Linked DNA regions of Mus musculus: region 2 is linked to region 1. A link is a contact called in public HiCAR-type data. All regions are on one chromosome and are shown on one strand. Each heading gives the region's core, a stretch centred on a gene start, on an enhancer-like site or on the middle of the called end of the contact. The rest is flanking DNA. Distances are from core to core; before and after follow the strand shown.

The links. HiCAR-type assays count read pairs that join an accessible place to other places.
Region 2: a HiCAR-type map of astrocytes shows a contact between it and region 1, with 2.1 times the contacts expected there. The contact joins two enhancer-like sites. A contact is called at or near these places in 1 of 15 datasets of contacts at CTCF or cohesin (the NIH/3T3 cell line) and 1 of 115 datasets of contacts at active chromatin or transcription factors (astrocytes).

The regions. Positions count from the first base shown.
Region 1 is chr1:156,180,124-156,186,121 of GRCm38.p6, reverse strand. All of the region lies in intron 1 of Fam163a (family with sequence similarity 163, member A), which reads left to right. Among named protein-coding and RNA genes, the nearest start is that of Fam163a, 22 kb to the left of the region's middle. Within about 2 kb of position 2,606, at least 39 of the 459 cell types and tissues checked have an H3K27ac peak or open chromatin away from gene starts, as enhancers often do. A contact at or near this core is called in astrocytes, where this site is marked.
Region 2 is chr1:156,580,683-156,586,680 of GRCm38.p6, reverse strand. All of the region lies in intron 1 of Abl2 (v-abl Abelson murine leukemia viral oncogene 2 (arg, Abelson-related gene)), which reads right to left. Among named protein-coding and RNA genes, the nearest start is that of Abl2, 25 kb to the right of the region's middle. Within about 2 kb of position 2,335, at least 7 of the 459 cell types and tissues checked have an H3K27ac peak or open chromatin away from gene starts, as enhancers often do. A contact at or near this core is called in astrocytes, where this site is marked.

The sequences.
Region 1 (5,998 bases), core at 1,357-3,856:
GACAATTACATCAGGAAAATAAAAATACTTTTACAATTTACCTCTGCAAATCTGCCATGTTCTTCCATGCCTCGTGCCCTCTCTCCTGCTGCCCCCTAAATCCTAAAGGGAGAGCCCAAGATAGTACACATACTCAAATCAACCTTAAATTAGTCCACTTTCCACGCCATAACAAAATATCTAAGGCAAGGTATTTGTGAAGAGAGGTGTAACTATCTAAGCGTCATGAAGCTGCCTGTGATGAGCCCCCCTCCCTCTACTGCACCACACCATGGTTGGAAAACCTGCAAGCGGGGGAAGTTGCATGGCAAAACAGAAAGCCAAAGAGGGACCCTAAGTGGGTCACTGGATCAGTGTTCTTGTTGCTATGACAAAATGCCTGACGAGAGAAACTTAAAGAAGGAAGGTTTCTTTTGGCTCACAGTTTGAGGGTGCAGCCCCACATGGCAGGGAAGAGATGGTAGCAGGAACCAGAAGCAGCTGGTCACCGTAGGAAGCAGAGAGCAATGTGATGTCCTGTTAGCATCCTTTTTTTGTAGTCTAGGACACCCACCCATGGAATGGGGCTGCCCACAGTTAGAGTGGGTCTTCCCACCTCAATTAATCTGATGTAGTTAATTCCTCACAGACAGGGCAAGCTCGGAGACTTGTTTCTGGTGACTTCAGATCCTGTCAGATTAACAATCAGTATTAACCAGCACAGTCATGTTTGTTATTTTGTTTTGAGATGGGGGGAGGGAAGAATGCAGGGGTTGGGGGGGGTGTCCCGTAGCTCAGGCTGACTTCAAGCTTGTTATGTAGCCGAAGATGTCCTTGAGTTTCTGCTCTTCCATCCTCTCCACTTTGCTAGTAGATTACAGTAGCACACCACCACGTTCGGTTTATGTGATACTAGGAATTAAACCTAGGGCTTTAAGGATGCTAGGCAAGCATCCTGCCTCCTGAGCTACACCACCAACCACAGTTGCTCATGCATAAAAACCTCCTTTGTGAATAAACCAGGGTCTCACAAAACTATTTCGGCTCCCTTTAGGTTTTTGATCCTTTGGTCTTATGTAGCCCAAGCTGGCCTTGAACCTGCTATGTAACCGAGGAAGACGTTCAAATCCTGATCCTCCTGTCTCTACTTTCCAGGGTCTGGAATTACAGTATGCACCATCATGCCTACCCTTCAATTTCTTTTAAGGGCAGATACCTCAGTGACCAAATTACTTCCTGCTACCCCCAACTCGTTAAAGCTTCTGACATTCCCACCCTTGGGGTCAAAATTCTAATACTTGAATTCTTTAGGGACATACCTAAGCCAAATCTAAACCATGCAAGTATCCGCTGAAATGCTTAATAATAGAAGGTTTCTATAGTAAGCTAGCCACCACTTAAAGTGATGTAGAAACTGAGTTAACATGATATGTTGTTAAATTTTAAAACATCAGGTACATAGTATAGTCTGCATTTGAGTAGGTGTGGTACATCTGGGTGGACAGGATTAAAATAGCAGCCACACTTATCTACAGTGGGCAGATTGCTAAGGGATTTCAGACCTAATCTTTTGACTTGTATCATTTAAATTATCAAACACACAGTTGGTATATTATGATCAACCCCCCACCTCCCCATCAAAGCGGCTTGGCACAGTGCGGAGAAGCACTTGACCTCTGGCTGGTTCCTGTGACTGCACGTTGTTGACACAGCAGTATTTCTGCCCAGGAGGACTGCAAGCGAGACTAATTCATTAAGTGCTTCCAGTCCTGAAGATGACAGGAGCCAGGAAAACATAAAGTCTCGTTACTCTGACAGCCGGTAGCCTTGATGTCTGCGTGTTTATTTATTAACTGGACTGCACGGATCCGTTCTCCCACAAGCACTGTAGCTGACCTTGACACAGATCTCATTCTCATAGAAGATGGAAATCACAAGAACACTGTCCTAGGAAGGGACGTGAACTTGAATGACAGTCGGCCAGGGCTACTGTAAGGTAGTAAGAGATGAGAATGTTGAGGGATTTGGCTCTCGCTCGCTCTCTCTCTCTCTCTCTCTCTCTCTCTTTCTGTGTGTGTGTTTCTGTGTGTCTGTGTGTCCGTGTGTGTGCAAATATTAGGCATAATATACAAAGTGTTCCATATATACACTTCCCCTTTTAAGTCATAACAATTCTGTGATGAGGTCTTCCCATTTTAAAGCTGCTGGAACTGGGATTTGGAGAGAGTGAATAATTAGCTAACAGCAGAAGTTAAATTTTAGTTTGGCTAATTCCAAATTCCACCCCTCTGCTTCCCTTTTTAATAGGCTGCTGTTACAAGCAGGGAATTTTAAAGCTTGGGAAAAACATTCTATTGATTTTGGCTTAGAAGGTTCCCGGCAGGAAGTAGATGCCAGATGCTCTCAGTTCAATGGATGGATGAATGAATGAACAAAAGAAAGAAAATTCTAAAAGGTCATGTAATCAGATCAAGGCAGGGAGAAATAATCCTGTTAGGAGCCCATCTCAGAAATAGATGTTACGAATGAATGCAGCAAACGCTCTGCAGTTCTGTTTCCCGGCCCATATTTACAAGAGCATGCCTGCAATAGAGTAAACATCAGGAGAGTCACTTTGCTGGGGCTCAGAGAGCTGGATTCTGCTGGGTATGTGGGTCAATCAGTCCTGGTGCAGTTTAGGGGGAAAGAGGTGCTGGCCTGGTTGAGTTCCCAGGCACTGAACTTGATGTCTGCTGTTTGCTAATCAACCACTTGGCCCTGCTGGGTCCTCTCAGTTTATCTGAATCACTTATGGTCTGAGGACAAAGAGAAAAGGAGCCCCAAACATAGATGCTGCCCCTACCACTTGTGAGAGAAATGCTTTCTCTCCCTTTGCCTGTGATGGATCAAGCTGACAGGCTTCCCCCGGCTCAGATGAAGAGCTGTTTTTCTCCATGTGTGTGCTGTCAGCTCTAGGAACGCTCAACACTGGTTATTGGGTCAGCAAGCAGAAATGGAGAGAAGCTTTGTTCGCCCCCTCTTTCCTTGGGCATCTTCTTGGCTGTGCACAGTAAAGGCTCATATACACCTCTCCCCAGCTCAGAACAGGAGGGAAGCCATTGGACCCCAGACCACTGTGGGGGACACAACAGAAATACTTCAAGGTATTTATCATCCAGGAGTTCGGAGCGTAGGGGAGGAAACACAATGTTCCCTGTAGTCTCTGTAGCTCTTAGCCGGGACCACTAGGACAAAACAGCTGAGCAAAGAAAACAAGTGCATTTACACCTAGGCCTGATACATACATGATACATGATACATACATGATACATGATACATACATGATACATGATACATGATACATGATACATGATACATGATACATGAGAGGAACCAAAGGCAGCCAGGGGTTTAGGTTTCAGGTTCCCATGTCATCCTCAGCTGAAGACTGAGACGTGTGTAGGGGAAGCACTTTTGGAGAAAGCACTGGCATAAAGCATGCATGTGTGTTGTACCCACAAGTGTGTACATGTATGGGCATGTGTAAAAGACTAAGAAGGATTCTGGGTGTCCTTCTCGATCATTCTCTGATCATTCTCTGGCTTTCTCGCTGAACCAGAAGAAGCAAGGCTGGCAGTCAGGGCGACCTAGTCATTATCCTACCTGCCCACCCACACCAGCACTGTGTTTACAGGTGTGCATGTGGCCACAACCAACCTTTTACGTGGGTGCAAGAATTTAAACCTAGGTCCTCACGCTCGTACATCAAGTATTCTTGCCACCAAGCTGTCTCCCCAGCTCACAACCCTTATTAAGTGAATTTAAACGGACACTTTCTCAGTTGTGTTTGTTTGTTTGTTTGTTTGTTTGTTGTTCTTTTTGGCAATACTGGGGACTAAGTCCAAGGCTTTATGCATGCTAAGCAAGTGCTCTATCGATGAGCTGCACCCTCGGTGCTTGCGCTAATAAGACTTAACTGAGATGTATTTGGGCTTCTCCACGTACACAAGGAAGACACACTTACAAATGAGCATTTTCCTATTTAAGAAATGAACATTTTCCTCAGAAGAATCATTCATACTGTGTTCTCACAGCTTCTCTTGTGTCTGTTATGTCTCAGAATAATCAGATCAAAACATTCCTTGTGCCAAAAAAAAGGCGTATTTTATGGTGCATATTCTGGTTAGTCTACAATAGTGTCCCAGAAAGAGGGACTAGAACACAAATGAACTTTACAGCTACACAGCAGTGTCATTGAAATGAAGCTTAGGGGCCCTATGCTGACTGGTTCCATTTTCTAGAAAGCAGGGGTTTCAGGGGGTGGGAAGGACGACACTCTGCCTCTATGCCCCTTCTGTTCTAACAACCCTGTAATCACAGCTCTGAAGAGGGCAGAGAATCCCTTAGAGAAGCGTATGTAGTTGGAGAGGAGGTGAGTGGTCTCTGATGCTGGGCTGTAGTAAATCCTGCTTTACAGAGTAGGAAACGGAGGTCAGAGCTACGCCCTCCTTACCAAAACAAACAAATGATAACAGGGAGATCCAAAGTTTTGAACTTGAACTTCAAGATGCCCATCTTCCCTTGGTCCAGGAGAGATACTGCCCTGTGTGTATAGAAGAATATAAATTCCTCCCCTTGTCTCCCTGTCACTTTTTTCCTGGCCCATCTTTGCCAGGAGCATCCAATTTGGATTGAAGAACTGCTTTTGAAAATCATTCCTAAGGCATTGCATACGCACACATCACACACACACACACACATCTCACACACACACACACACACACACACACACACACACACACACACACACACACACCACACTGGGTGAACTCTTTGAATTTAATCTGGGAAGCCATAATCATTCTTGGGCTATAGAAACTGAACCAATGAAATCATCCTAAACTCAAGAGAACTTTGATTCACACAACTGGCTGGGAGCCCTTAAGTCTCTGGCCAGCTCCCCTGAGCCTGTTTCCCATCTCACCATTGTAGTACTGAGATTACAAGTGCATGCCACTGCATTTGTTTTTTTATGTCCGTTCCAGGGTTTGAACTCACAGCCTGTTATTCACCAAGTCATCTCTCTGACCTTGAGGCATAGGTATGACTCCTGAAGCACAGGTGGGCCACAGTGTTGCAAGATGTGTTTGTTAGCTGTAAAGTCTGAAGAGAGGACCTCAGAGAACAGGGAAGCCTGCAGACACAACACTCCAGGCCAGTGTGGGAGGCCCATGACAGGCAGCTAATGACAGTGGTTAAGGAACTTGGCGGGGGGAGGGTGCACATTTTCTGTATTCTAACTCATTCAGGACTAAGTCTACAATCACACCCTTTAAGGTAGCACACACCCTTGTTTCCAGCACACGGGAAGCAGAAGAAAGCAGATTCTGTTAGTTCAAGGCCAGCTGGTGTACAGAACTAGTTCCAGGGCAGCAAGGGCTATATAGAGAAACTCTGTCTTGGAATACAACAATAACAACAGCAACAACAAAACAACCACAAAACACACCTTTCTTGCTCTCCTGTGTCATGATTAAATGATAGACAAAGGTGTGGTACCCACTGATGGCCAGGATGTATGCACGTGGTGATTGTCAGAATGGTTCAAGGAGACACAGAAGTACCCAAAGCTAGGGCTCTATCCCCTCTAATACTACTTTCCAGACAGTGGCCTCACAGGGTAGAATGAATGCTACCTCAGGCCTCAGAAGCTAATCAGTTTTGTATGTGGTCATAGTAGGTGGACCACCTAAGCTCTCTTAGCCCATCTGTGTCCCAGTAAACATGAACAGCAGGCCTTCACACAAGGAGACCAGCTTCCCTCTGGTTTCAAAGTCTCGATAGGAAGCCCCTCTTGCTATCCCTCTGCCAGTCTGTATCCGACAGCTCTGTCTAACACACATGTCATAATACCACGGAGGGCAGAGAAACTGAGCTCTGCCATGCACAGACTCCAGGGAAATGTTCCCAGGAGATGTTCTGGAGGAAGGCTGGGCAAGCTGGAGTTCCGTTCTGCCCACTGATGCCTGGGTTCCCTGAG
Region 2 (5,998 bases), core at 1,086-3,585, 400 kb before region 1:
ACATTGTCTGATCCCACATGCCTCAATTTCTATTTCCAAATCTCTCAGAACTGCACAGAGCTTCCCATTTGTTGTAAACTAGCATAAGTCAGGTGAACTGAGTTAAATTTGGTAACTCAGGGCCAGGCAGTGGTGGCACACACCTTTGACCCCAGCACTTGGGAAGCAGAGGCCAGCCTGGTCTACAGAGTGAGTTCCAGGACAGCCAGGGCTACACAGAGAAACCCTGTCTCAAAACACACCCTCCCTCCCCCCAAAAAAACAAACTAGTAACTCAGTTAACCTTTATTTATTAACAGAATGAAACAGTAAGGAAAATAATATAATCATCTCACACAGAAAACCGTGTGTGTGTGTGTGTGTGTGTGTGTGTGTGTGTGTGTGTGTGTATGAGAGAGAGAGAGAGAGAGAGAGAGAGAGAGAGAGAGATTGATTGATTGGAACAGAGAGAGAGAGAGAGAGAGAGAGAGAGAGAGAGAGAGAGAGGAACACCTAAATTTGAAGTACAGGCCTATGCAACTGTGATGTGGGCCTGTAGTCAGGAGCCTGGGACCGCAGGCTGCTGAGTTCAAGTCAGTCAGGGCAACTCAGCAAGACCCTGCCTCAAAAGAAAAACTTTTTTTTTTTTTTAAAAGGAGTGGAGAGTGAGAAGTAGAATAAGACCCATAAGGTGGCTCAGCTAGGTCCAAGTGCCTGCCACCAAGCCTGATGACCTGAGTTCTATCCTCATACTCCATGGAAAGGAGAGAACCGACTTGCAAAAGTTGTCCTTTGATCTACACACACACACACACACACACACACACACACACACACACACACACACGTATTTTTTAAAAGGCACATAAAAAATAAGACACTTTAATAGGTTAAGGATACAGCTTAGTGGTAGAGCAGCTGCCAAGCATGTGTAGAGACTTGACTTCAATCCCCAGCATGGGGAGGACAATGAATAGGGAAGTCAAAACCCATGAAGTTTGTTTCGAGTGGGAAATACAGAGCCCAACAGGCTACGTTAACTCTGAGGTAGCTGCTGTGATCTGGATGGGACTGAGTGTATATCCCAATGGTTCATGCACTCACTGAAACTCAATCTCTGTTATGAGGTCAGAAATTCACTCTATGATGTTTAGAGGTGAGTACTTCAGAAAGTAGAAACTCACTCTATGATTTTTAGAGGTGAGCACTTCAGAAAGTAGGATTAAATAAGACCTGGGGCTTCTGTGGTTAAGTCCTGGTGGCATGGAAAAAGGAGTGGAAGCCAGGACAGACACACCCCCTAACATTCTTTTCTTAATACATATGTGCCTAAATTATTTTCCTTCAAATCTGCCATATTAAATATGGAACTAAGTTCAAGGCCATCCTCAGCTAAATACTGAGATCAGGATCAACCGGCAAACATGACACACTGGAGGGGAGGGGTAGGGACAGAAAAGAGCAAGAGCACACTCTCGCTCGGCTTCGTATGTTTTTCTTTAAATCATACTTTTCTATAAACTACACTGAACTGTATTTTTCTATGTAACTAGAAAGAAATGTAGACAAAAATAAACTGTTAAAAAACCTTGACTAGCTGTCCGTGTGCTCGGTTTTGGCACCAAGGCCTTACCACATAGGCCACGCTAGCCCTGCACTGAAGATCCTCCTGCTTCTGTCTCCCTTCAGAGTCCCCGTGCTAGGACCACAGGCACACACCACCATATCCACTTCTTAAACACTCTTGAAAGTAACATGAATATTCTTCTAGTTGCCTATCTCCAAGGCACACATAATTTTGAAAAAGAAAAAAAAAAAAAGTAGCCAAATACCAGCTTTTCTGAGTTTCTAAGGAATGGTATAATGTAAAAAATCAGAAACATGTTCTGTACCAAAGAAGAAAACTATAACTTTTCCCCAAGTGATCAAAGAAGTCAGTTTGAGGCAGCACCATTAGAAAAAGTAGCCAATGAATTTTTACACACAAAGCAGGGCCAGCATTGCTGGCTCAATGAATAAGGGAGCTTGCTGCCAAGCCTGATGACCCACGATCCAGCACTGGAATTCACATGGTAGAAAGAAAACAGACTCCCACAGGTTGTCTTCTGACCTCTTCACATACATCATACCAGTAAATAAATGTAAAAAGTAAAATTACTGCAAATCCTTATCAAAGGTGCATATTATTATCAAAATTAATAGCTCAAAGCAGCCTTAAAACTCTACTTTGTTCATGTAAGCAAATGAGGCAGTGCTAATTACACTAGAAGGAGATGATTTTTAAGCTGTAGTGGTAACTGCATCTTCTGCCTAAATACAGGAGTAGCCCCTAGTGGCCTGGTAAGGAACAATTTTTTAACTTAGTAAACCGATAATAAACTCACAAGAAACCCTCCTTTTTACACATAGTAAAAGCAGTATTGTGGTTTTTGTAAATGTCATAATTTTGAGATCAATAAAATTCTTATGAAACAGAAACTTATCCATTTTTTCCTAAAGTATTGTTTCTAATACATTCTCTTCAAAGGTCCTGTTCGTTCATTCGTTCGAGACAGGGTTTCTCTGAGTAGCCTAGGCTGTCCTGGACCTAACTCTGTAGACCAGGCTGGCCTCGAAACTAGTTCTCTGCCTGTGTGTTTACAATCTTGAGTGCTGGGATTAAAGGGACATGCCGCCACCACCAGGCCAAAGGACTTTTATATAAAAATAAATTTTAAAATTAAAACCAATTTACTTAATATTTCCCTAGTAACACAATTTAAACAAAGGAATTTCTTATGAAAGTTAAAATACTTCATTGATCAAAGTCAACAACCTAATTATAAATATTAAACAGGATGCTTCCCAAAAAGCCAGTATTTGACAAAACTATTTGTAGAGGGCTTAGAAATTGTTCACATGTCGTATTATTTCTGCTAATGTAGAATAAAAAAAAATAACTGAAAAAGTTTGATTTTTGCTCAGACAAGGTCTCCTATGTTGCCTCCAGTTTACAATGACCCTCCTCTCTGCCTCTTCAATCCTGGGATTGCAAGCCCACACCAGTCACCATGACCACAGAGGTTAACAATTTTAAGGTACTGTTAATGTCTTTACAGGAAAAAAAAAAAGTACCTACTTGTGATAGGTAGTCTTGACTACATCTGGAATTAACTAAAATCCAAAGCAGCTAGGCATACCTAATGGGTTTTTCTTAATTGGGTTATTTGAGGTAGGAAGACCCACCCTAACTCTGAGGCACACCTTCTCGTGGCAGCCAACATAAAGGACATGGGAGAGAAGCTTTTTCGTTTTGCCTGCTCGCCCTCACTCCCACTGGCCAGTTCATCTGCCCTGAGGCTGTATCAATACCTGCTTCACTGGCATTAGAGCCTACTTCTTCTGGATCCCAGGATACACTGAAGTCCTCATGGACTGAAAGACTACTGAAATACTGAGATTCCCGTGGAAGACAGCCATTGTTTGTCTAGCTAGACCACAGCCTGTAAGCCACTCTCATAAGTCTGCTTGATATAGAGATTCATTCTATCAGTTGTTTCTCTAGAAAACCGTAAGAGAAGCAGTGTGCTGAACACGCAGAGTGCCAAGCTCTCCGCTCAGGAGGGGGACACTGTTGCCTCTCCACATCCACACTCTGCTCCTTCGCTCCGAAGCCCTTCCACCCTCTCCTGCCATCTAACTTCTTAGCTCTTGCTTTCAAATCTTAACTAAAGTCAACAAAACTCCCAAAGTGGAATTCCCATGCTAACGTCACTTGCTCACACTGCCATGCAGCTTCGTTTCTTCTCTTATTTATATGTCACCAGGCTCTTGGAGATGGCTCCATTATCTTCCATGTTATTATGAAGTGAAATGTCTAAGCCATTGGTCTAGAACGTCAGACACATTAGAGTTAGCTCCATCAAATCTATCAAATCATAAAGTGTGCTTCTGGCTCCTATTTTTTTTAAATTAGAATTCTCTTTAAAGAAGCATGTTAGCAGGGTATGGTGGTGTACACCCATCATCCCAGCACTTGAGAAGTAGAACAAAGATCTGAGTTCAAGGTCACCCTCGGCTACTCAGTAAGTTTGAAACCAGACTGGGTTACTTAAGATTTTATCTCCAAAAAGAAAAAAGTGTTTTTCTGGGGTTTTTGGGTTTGTTTGTTTTTTTTTTTTTTTTTTTTTTTTTTTTTTTTTTTTTTTTTTGCAGTACTGATCATCTAACCCGTGGCCTCGCACTCACCAGACAAGCAAGCGCTCTGCCACTGAACTACATCCAACTCTCATCCCTAGCCAAACTCTTTGATACTTCTTTCAAGAAGGGAAGGTTAGCTCCCTCTCTGGGTAGAATTAGACTAGTTCCTAACCCAAATATACTGGGGAAAGCTTCCATCGTGTGAAGACATCCAGAGAAGTTCATGTAACAAGACCTGGCTTTCCACTGCTGGTGACGTGCTGAGACATCTTAGAATAGATGCTGCAGTCCCAGACAGCCTTCAGATGACTGGTCCAGTTAGCAGTGTAACAGCAAAACAGCCAAGCTACGTTGCTCTCACATTTCTGACACACAGAGAATAATACATGTTGGTTGTCTTAAAAGGCAGATACATTTGGGGCAATTGGATATTCAAGAATGAACATAACTAACACATTGCATTTAATGTGCTCAAGGGAAAAAGAAGAATACTGGTGAAGCAAACCAAGACACCAACAACCAGGTCCAACAATCCACCAACAAAAAGGAAACAGCATGATCCAAAAACAGGCAAAGGACTTGGAAATCTCTCCCAAGACAGTTCCACAGTCAGCATCACTAGTCATTAGGGAAAGCCCATCAGAACCATTCTGAGACTCACAGTCATGAGCCACAGCTACTATTTTTTTAAATTATAACCATAATAAAAAATATGTGGAGAAATTAAAATATTTGTGTGCTTACAGCTGAAGGGGTGGTGGTTTAAACAAGAATCAAGTATTTGAATACCTGGTCCCCAGCTCATGGTGCTGGTTTTTTTTGGGGGGTAGGGGTGGGGATATTGTGCAGCTTTGCTGAGAAAGTTATGCCACTGGGGCGGTCTCTGAAGCGTTCACATCCTTACCCTACTTCCAGTTTTTCTTTTCATGCTGGCGGCTGAGAATGTGACTGCTCAGCTCTCTGATCCCTGCCACGGCAGACTCTCATCTCCCTGCCACGGCAGACTCTCATCTCCCTGCCACGGCAGACTCTCATCTCCCTGCCACGGCAGACTCTCATCTCCCTGCCACGGCAGACTCTCCTCTCCCTGGAACTGAGACTTTCTTCCACAAGCCTCCGGTCAGGGCGCTTTAATCACAGCAACGCGACAGAGCAGTAACTGAAACAGTGTGTCACGTTCCTCTCTACTGCGGTAAAACAGTCTGCCCCAAAGCAATCTGGGGAGGAGAGGGTTTATTCTGGCTTAGCGTTCCTTTTAGTTTTCTGTTGCTGTGATACACATCATGACCAGGCAACCTCTAGATGGGAGCATTTTACTTGCTTACATTTCCAGAGGGATAAGAGACTGTCATAGCAGAAGGCATGGTTACAGGAGAACTCATATCTTGAACCACAAACACAGAGAGAACGGGAAGAACTAAACGGTGTCTCTAAACTCTCAAAGCCTTCTAGTGACATTCTTCCTTCAACACGGCTGTACCAATTCTCCAAACAGAACCACCAGGGGAGCAAATGCTCACAACCCTGAATTCACATTCTCCTTCACAGCACCACACACTGGGAATGTAAAAAGGTGTAATCACCATGGAGGGTCTTCAAATACAGAATTACCACGATATAACAATTTCACATCTGGATATAAGCCAAATAAACTGAATGGTACTCGGCGGCATCTGTGGCTGGTCTATCAATGCACTAAGGAGCGCAAGGTCATTCTCAGCTTAGTGAGTGAGTTCAAGTCGGAGCTAGAAGAGGCCCTATCTCAGGAAAAGGATAAAAAGAGTTATCTGTACCCTCAGAAACATAAGAGCATCATTTACTTGAATAATCAAGTGATCCA